2 separate regions of the Hordeum vulgare genome follow, and region 2 is linked to region 1. The links are chromatin contacts, called in public Hi-C maps. All regions are on one chromosome and are shown on one strand. The core of a region is the stretch at or near the end of the contact, and the rest is flanking DNA. Distances in the headings are between cores, read along the strand shown.

The links. A called contact is a pair of places that touch in the nucleus more often than the background predicts.
Region 2: a Hi-C map of seedling shows a contact between it and region 1, with 2.5 times the contacts expected there. The contact joins the promoter of LOC123427028 here to the promoter of LOC123427009 in region 1. A contact is called at or near these places in 2 of 6 Hi-C or Micro-C datasets (leaf and seedling) and 1 of 1 datasets of contacts at active chromatin or transcription factors (embryo).

What each region holds. Positions count from the first base shown.
Region 1 is chr1H:129,923,365-129,927,543 of MorexV3_pseudomolecules_assembly, forward strand. It overlaps LOC123427009 (MAR-binding filament-like protein 1), which reads right to left and starts at 2,835. Exons shown (of 3, transcript XM_045110942.1): 1 at 2,321-2,835; 2 at 361-566. The coding sequence starts at 2,579.
Region 2 is chr1H:130,123,237-130,127,439 of MorexV3_pseudomolecules_assembly, forward strand. LOC123427028 (FCS-Like Zinc finger 10-like) reads right to left here and starts at 2,406. Exons shown (of 3, transcript XM_045110962.1): 1 at 2,114-2,406; 2 at 955-1,809; 3 at 141-480. The coding sequence starts at 2,391. The coding sequence ends at 339.

The sequences.
Region 1 (4,179 bases), core at 1,585-4,084:
ACTTACAACAGAGAACATAAATTTGAAACATTTGTCGGACAACAAGATCCTGAGCAAAATAATTAAGGAAGGATGATTAACAATAAGTCATGTCTGACATTTCAGCAAGCGTCACGACTTACATGTCAAGTGCTAAATCAAACTGAATACCATGAATACGGGATAGACACCAAATTTGCCATTAAAGCGATGTGCGCTACTGCGCTAGTTTGCAGCAGCAGCTGCAGCATTGAATTGGGTATGTAGCGTACTGATATTCGAGCTAACAGGTTAGTTAACATTTTCTATTTTACGTGTATTTAAAATTAGGATGGTGGCAATGCAGATGAGATGGTGACCAAAGGTTGGTAGATGGCATACAGATGAGATGGTTGACTGCAAGGCCTTCTTTTCACGTTGAGTAGTACCAAGAAGCCCAGCCAGAAGCCCAGAAGCAATAACTGCAATTGCATTCAGAAGATTTGCAAGAGGATTCCCTGGAGATGGCCTTTTCACCTCAGGCTGAGGTGGTTTAGCCCTAGTTTCTTCAAGCTGCATTTCCTCAGACGTCTGAATGCCCATTTTATCTGTAAGAACAATGCCATAAATTTATCAGGCTTATCAACTCATGGCCAGGTATAACATAAGGAAACTGACTAAATATGGGCAAATCATATTGGCATGAAAAAGGAGTAGGTACATATGGAAAAACTTGGCTTTTGTTGCTCTGCTTCTCAAATGACCAATGCCATCCTACTTTATAACCTTGAAACTAAATGCTCTCACAAAGAGACGTGACCACATTAAAACATGCAAAACCATCATATCATTAAGAGTTTTGCTTCCGTACACCCCCTTAGAAAAGTTTACAGGTTTTGATGCAGATGAAGGGTGGAGATTAGATGATGCCCATTCAATAAAAAATATTATATTGTTCTGATCTCTTGTTTGATGCATTGGGAGAATAGAGATTTGAATTAGTTGATCGTGAATGTATGAGAGTAACCTTTTGAAGTAACTTTAAGATCTGTGTAAACTTTTAAGGAGGGTGTACTGAAGCAAAACTCTATCATTAATCAATTCAAAAGTGGCATCATTCATAAAACACAAAGAGGCATGCCTTTGTTTTCATAGTCAGTGTAAAGGCAAGTTCTATAGGATGGCGGTTCAACCCGCAATGCTTGTATGGCGCTGAGTGTTGGCCGACTAAAAGGCGGCATGTGCAGCAGTTAGGTGTGGCGGAGATGCACATGTTGAGATGGATGTGTGACCACACAAGGAAGGACCGAGTCCGGAATGATGATATATGAGATAGGGTAGGGGTAGCACCGATTGAGGAGAAGCTTGTCCAACATCGTCTGAGATGGTTTGGGCATATTTAGCGCAGGCTTCCAGAAGCTCCAGTGCATAGCGGACGGCTAAAGCGTATTGATAATGTTAAAAGAGGCCGGGGTAGACCGAACTTGACATGGGAGGAGTCCGTAAAGAGAGATCTGAAGGACTGGAGTATCACCAAAGAACTAGCCATGGACAGGGTGCATGGAAGCTTGCTGTCCATGTGCCAGAACCATGAGTTGGTCACGAGATCTGATGGGTTTCACCTCTAGCCTACCCCAACTTGTTTGGGACTAAAGGCTTTGTTGTTGTTGATGTTGTTGTACCTCACACCAGAACAGGAGGACCGTATAGCACATTCCCAGAGGCTCGTATTACTCCTGGTTCCGTGCACTCATCACATCAAGCTAGTACTTAATAACGCTATTTTTCTCCCTAGCTTTACTCATACACCGTCCCATAAGTGAAGGCATGAAAGCACAGATCAATCTGCTTAACTAAATGTCCCATAGTACATTCCCATATTAGAACAAGGACAAATGCTCTTTCTGGTGCAGAAATACTTAGTGCATGCCAATTCAATTGGCATTTTCCACAACTAGTATCTGACATGATATGGACAGCATAAATTTTACTGTGGAAGCAGCATACTGCATTCAATGTTGCACAACCAACATTTAACAAAACTGAACATAATAAAAACACTCTTATGAGACTCCCACCGCCGAATGATTTGGCCAAACTATTTCGTAACAGGGACGGTTCAGAACATGCAGAGTGGCCATTCCCATAGAAGATTTTGACTTCCTCGGGGCGATGATTAGCCTAGCTGGCTAGCCATTTGCAGGCTTCGGACTAAAGTTTCAGAAAATCTCCAAGGTTCCGTGAAGGTTCCAAGTTTATGTGCTCAAGAAACATTCGCATCAGTTTTTTTTAGGAGATACGCATCAGATTTCAACCAAAGAATATCAAAGATCATCCCCACGCTGAGCAGAGCCCTACTCACCAGTGACGAGATCTGCCGCTAAGGGCTGCGCGGCGGCCGCCGCGTCACGGAGGCGCAGGAGCGGGAGCACGGAGATCCCGACCAGGAGCACGGCCCTCCTTCGCGTGGCCGCCGACGCTGCCACCACCGACAAGGACCGGGCGGCGTCGGGCGAGGCAGCGGCGGTGACGGCTCCACGCGGCGAGCGGGAGAGGAGGGAGAGGCGCCGCGGCGGCGGCTGCGCCGGCGGCGAGACGACGAGGAGGTGGTGGTAGCCCATGCCGCCGCCTCGGCCGCCCTAAAACCCTAGGCTAATCCCTCGAGTCCCTTCAGCTCTCGCTGCTTGGTCCCTTGCGCACACTATAGTAGTGGTGCTAACTACTAATAACGTCGCTCATTTTACTTCATTAATGGCAACAGCGGAAAATGCTGCGTGCTGGCGTCGCGCGGAAGCGAAGTGGAAGGAGGATGATGAGGCTCCGGTTCAGAGGAGATGTCTACGCTACCGATTCGGATAAAGATGCATCTTCTACATCTCCCTGTCCTCCGGCAGATATTATTAGGCTGGCCATAATGTGAGTATCATAGCTAAGAGGGTGTTTGGATACTCTCTAGTCATGTGACTAGTAGTAGTTAGACTAGAAGTTTTTAGTCAGGCCCTGTTTGGAAGGTGACTACTACTAGTCAGCATTAAATGTCTATGTATTAAATTATTCTCATTTCTCTCCCTTCCATTGGCGTGCCAGCATAGGAGGATGAGCCTGCAACAGGATGGGCCCGTCAATTAATTGGAGAAGAGACTTTAGTCACTTTTAGTTGGGGGTGGGGCGACTAGGGACTAAACTAGTTTTAGTCACCCATTAGTCAGGGGTGTTTGGAGGTTTACTGACTAAAGGTGACTACTACTAGTCTCTAGTCTCTAGTCTCTAGTGATCCAAACACCCTCTAATCCCTCCGTTTCGGTGTATAAGTCATTTTAGATTGTGCACCGTGATCAAGACGGAGAGAAAAACGAGAGAAATCAATGCTAATTTGCTAATTAATACCATTACATGCAATGAATTGACCAATGCATGTTGTGCTAGTTAGTCTCAAGTCATTAAAAATATACATGCCCCACGTTTCTTATTGGTTGATTCCTTTACTCATGTCAAAAAACAAGAAACGAGGTGAAAGTTAATGCATCGTGCCTAAGTGTTTTGGGATTATTTGGTTTTCGTAAGATGACTTAGGCTGGTCATAGTGGGGGTATCATAGCTAGTAACATAGTCTTGGTACTAGCAAACATGGTGATGTGGCAAGTAATTAAAGAAGAGAGAGATGATTAGAGTACTCCCTCCCTCACGGTTTAGAAGGCACGCTTGAAAAATCACTGCGACCAAGGTAGTCACCGTTTGGTTGTGAGATGTAGCAGATGTAGATGCTAATGCGCCTAATCAACTGAGAAAATACTACTTCCTCTGTCACGTTTAGAAGGTGTGCATGGAAATTCTCTAGAACCTAGGTTGTTACTGATTGGCTGTAAAATGAGTTGAAAATAGCATTCACACTACACATGCATACAGAAGTAGTACAACGAAGTACTAGTTGGCTGCTAGGAGTAAATGCAATGCGCCTTAAACCTTGTGTGTTGTGGAAATGCACGCAAACTTAACCGTGCCTTCTAAACCGTGACGGAGGTAGTAACATAGGTAGATACCGTAACATGTTAAATGCTATACTACTATGTGTCATGCATGTCGATAAATGAGATCACCTATGATACTAGTTTATGATACTATGCACTATGAAGGTAGTATCATACAATAATAGCATATGCATGATACTGTTATATGTTACTCTCCACTATGAGCAGCCTTATTCACCGAGACGGAGGGAGT
Region 2 (4,203 bases), core at 1,156-3,655, 200 kb after region 1:
GTTGACATCATCAGTTTTATGACTTGTGTATGTGCATGGATACGATGACATGACACAATCTGTAATCATCAGACGTGTCGACTGTTGTTGCTCCCATCACACAGATGCTGGTTATCACGACCCAAAAGAAAAGGAGCTCATAATCGCCAAAACTGCCTCATGACCAAAACTAGAGGGCATGCAGCTCCCAGTCCATCAATTCCACCCAATTTCTCAACTGCTGAAACATAACTTACAAAAACATGCAAACTAATGACAGCGGTGGTGGCGATGGCGACGATGAACGACCACTAAACAACATTATTGGCCATCTTCCTGGCACGCACAGGGTGCATTGGTCAGGTGAAGATGTCATCCTCGTCTAACTGCGAAGTCGAACTAGGTGAGCTGGGAGAGGAGACTGCAGGATTGTTCTCGTCTTCGTCTTTATTCAGGACTGCTTGGTTTCTGCAGTTGCCACCACAAAATGCATTCTCGCCGCTGCAAATGGGCATTCAGCAAACTGTTTAGTGCTTGTTACGACACATGAAAAATCAAACTTGTTTAATGCCTTAATGGTGCTAAGTATATAAATGATGCGATGACCATTCATTTTTAACTTTTCCGTCCGTAAACTAATATAAAAGCATTTAGCTTGCTATACTTTAGTGTTTTAAAGTCTTTTATATTAGTTTAGAGAGGAAGTACTTGAAGAAAGAACACCAAACTCTTCATGTATGTTTCCATTCTATCCATCATTCCATCTGAAGAGCAATTATCTACTTATGAATGTACCACTCGTAATGTATGCATGCCTGCAAATTCCCTAAAGAACTGAATGAAGATGGTTCACAATCATCGGTTATTCGAATCAATAGTACTTCCTTTCTAAACTAATATAGTAAGCTAAACGCTCTTATATTAGTTTAAGGAGGCAGTACTACTAAAGATGACTGGGCGAATGCATCGACATACCGATAAACGTAAGATCCGTTGCCATCCAGGTCCTTGTTGCAAGCGGAGCAGGAGCCGGGCGTGGACTCCTCGTCGGCGACCAGCCAGTACAATTCAGCTCCTTCCTTGTCCACATCGATCTCCTTGCTCTCCCAGTCGGGCATGAGAACAGGACAGGGCTCCAAGATGCAGTCCCCGAAAATGCGGGTGGTCTTCGGATTGGAGCCGTGAGCTATGATGCAGGTGTAGTCCTCCGACTGTTCGACCTCCATCGCCGACACGGACCCGATGTACCTGCGTGGTCCACCAATCGACACCGGCAGCGACCCGGACGCAGGGAACTTGGCACGGTCGACCAGGTGGAGCTGAGCACCGCCGGACACGATGACCTCTGGACCAGACTTCACATCCCCGTAGAACCTAGTGCAGGGAACCGACATGCCCCCGGCGCCGGCGGTGGCCTCCGCCTCCCCGAGCTCCGGCTGCGCATGCCCGCAGTCTTTGGGCGGGGAGGTGTAGGATTTCGCGAGGCATTGCAGCTTCGTCGGGCGCATCTGGAACCCGAGCAGGCGATTCTTGGCGTCGGCGGCGGGCTCGGCGAGGCTGTCGACAAGGCCGCCCAGACCGACGCGCTGAGAGTCCCAGCTCCTGGGTGACCGCGGCGACCCAAGCAGCGAAGCGCGCGCGGTAGAGTCGCAGTCCGGCGTCCCGCGCTTGGTCGCCGCGAGCCCCACGAGCAGCCGCGGCACGGCGAAGAAGGCCGGGCTGCGGGGCCTCCCCCCAGCGGCGCCGTCGAGCGCATCCCCCGCCGCGGCCTGGTCGAACACCACCCTCCTCAGCATCATCCTCCCTTCCCTCCCTCCCGGCCCCGGCGCTCTGAAAACGAAACCAAAGATATGATCAGAAAGGCTCAGACGGCAAGGGATCGGCGCGGCCGAGACTAAAAAGCAATCACGCATCGAGAAACGGCCAAAATCTAGCACTGGCTACGATCCAAGAAGCACTGGGGAGTCGTCAAGAACAACGCGCGCGGGCGCAACAGGACAATCGGAGCACGAGTGACGGCAACGGGGGGGCAGATAGGCCTCGTCCGGATGAGGAGGAATCTCTGGCGACTCGCGGCCAAAACAACAAGAGAGGAGCGCGACCCACGCGCGCATCGATCTCATCCCATCCCCACCTGATGATTAACCGAAATCCCTCCTCGTTTCTTCCTCCTCGATCGCTCTCGGCTCGCTCCGCGATGCCGAGGAAAGGGGGGGGGGGGGGGGGGGGGGGGGGCGCGCGCGCAAGAGCAATGCTGGAACCCGACGAGGCGAGCCCCTCCCAAACGGAGCCTGCGAGGCCGCGGCACGGCACTGCACTGCACTGGACCCTGGTCACTCCATCCTCGACCACTAGAGTAGAGTAGAGCAGCAGGCTTGCGTCGTAGGGGCGTCGCTTTGGCGTGCAGTGCATCGAAAACAGAGCGGGAGCAGGGCCAGGCTGCAGGCCGGCGCAGTGATGGGCTTGCTTCTGAAATACTCTTCCCACTCATTCATGGATGCCAGACAGAGGCAGCCGCTAGGCGTGTAGCAACGTCGTATCAATACGACGGACGGCCGGGGCCGGTGGACTGGTGGTACATGCAAAATCTCTACTACATGCAGTACACTCTTGTGCTTCCAGTTCCCGGCCCGGGAACAGACGTGGCAGCACCCATGGCTCGCTCCGTGCAGACTCTTCTTCCATATTATAGTAGTATTTTTTTTAGCATTTCTGGTTTTCTACGATCTCACGTGACATCCTTGTTAGAGTGTTAGCTTGGACGTGATAACCCACTTACCATCTTAGGCCTACTCGACATCCGCGAGTTAAAAAAAATCAGGACACGCGAGTACCATACCTTTATAGACAACATAATATATATACAAAAGGTTACGGAATTTGCTAGTTAGGAGTCACAAGTTGATCCTAACCCAGTCTCCACTCCAAGCACGCAACGCTACTCGTCGAACATACGTATGTCTCTGCCATTTTCCACATCGCGAGATCATCAAAGATGAGGTCGATCGTACCTCATTCGTTTCGAACCACGTTCTCGTCAAACACTCTACCGTTCCTCTGCTTCCACAAACTCCATCAGATTAGCACAACCAGCGTGCCAAAGCTTTTGCAAGTGCACTTAAAGATTCGCATCCTAGTCACTGACCACCACTCCACCAATCTTGCATGTGGTGTTGGACATAGTTATGCGTCAAATTCCAACCTGGTGAAGCAAAGGTACCATATTTGCCTCGTGAAAACGCGTTGTAGCAACATATGGTAGATCGTGTCCTCATCTTGATCGCATAAGTAGCAATGCGAGGTATGATCATACAACCCATGCCTAGTCCTCGTGTCCGATGTCCACAAACGGTATTGTACCGTGAGCCACATGAATATCGTGCACGCCAGAGGGGCCCAACTCTTCCATACGACTGCATAAGATTGGAATCTAGTGTCGCCTTCACATAGTATCTTATATGGCGATGATGCCGTGTAGCCTCCTTCCGCGTTCCAAGCCCAGATCGGCATGTCCTCAGATTGCGGATTGATCTCCACCTCGATGAGAATCTCCCATAGCGTGATGAACTGAGCCAGACTTTCCGTGCACATCTCTCCTGTGATATCATTCGTCCAACCGTGCATGTGTAGCGCGTCTCTTGTCAATCTCCTCTTGGCTACTTGGGTTTTGACCCTAGCTACCACCAGAGGTGCAATATCGTTGATTGTTGTATCGTTTATCCATTTGTCTTTCGAGAACAAGACCTTTGCACCCAATCCTAACTTCCATTTAACCAGACTTCTGAACGCCTGACCAACTTGCCTATCCGCTTTTAGATTTAGCCCTTGCCAAGGCCTGGAGCAATCTGTGTGTCGTAGCCACTCCAACCGCAGTCTTAGAGCAATCCCATGCTTATATAGGTCGATCACGCCAAGCCCACCTAGTCGCTTAGGCCGGCATACACGATCCCAGGACACATCGCATTTGCCCCCATGTATCTCCTTAGTTCCGGCCGAGAAGAAAGCCCAGCAGCCTTTGTCCACCTTTTCCAGGGCCCATTTGGGCGCCTCCGCGATCATCAAGTGATGAGTAGCCCTAGCCCTCATGACCTGGTTCACAAGAACCAGTCGGCCGGGCCTAGTCACCAACCCCCTTTGCCATCCGGGTATAATGTGCAAAGCCGCATCCACAATCGGTTTCCATTTCGACCTTTGTAACTGCGAGATGCTCAACTATAACCCTAG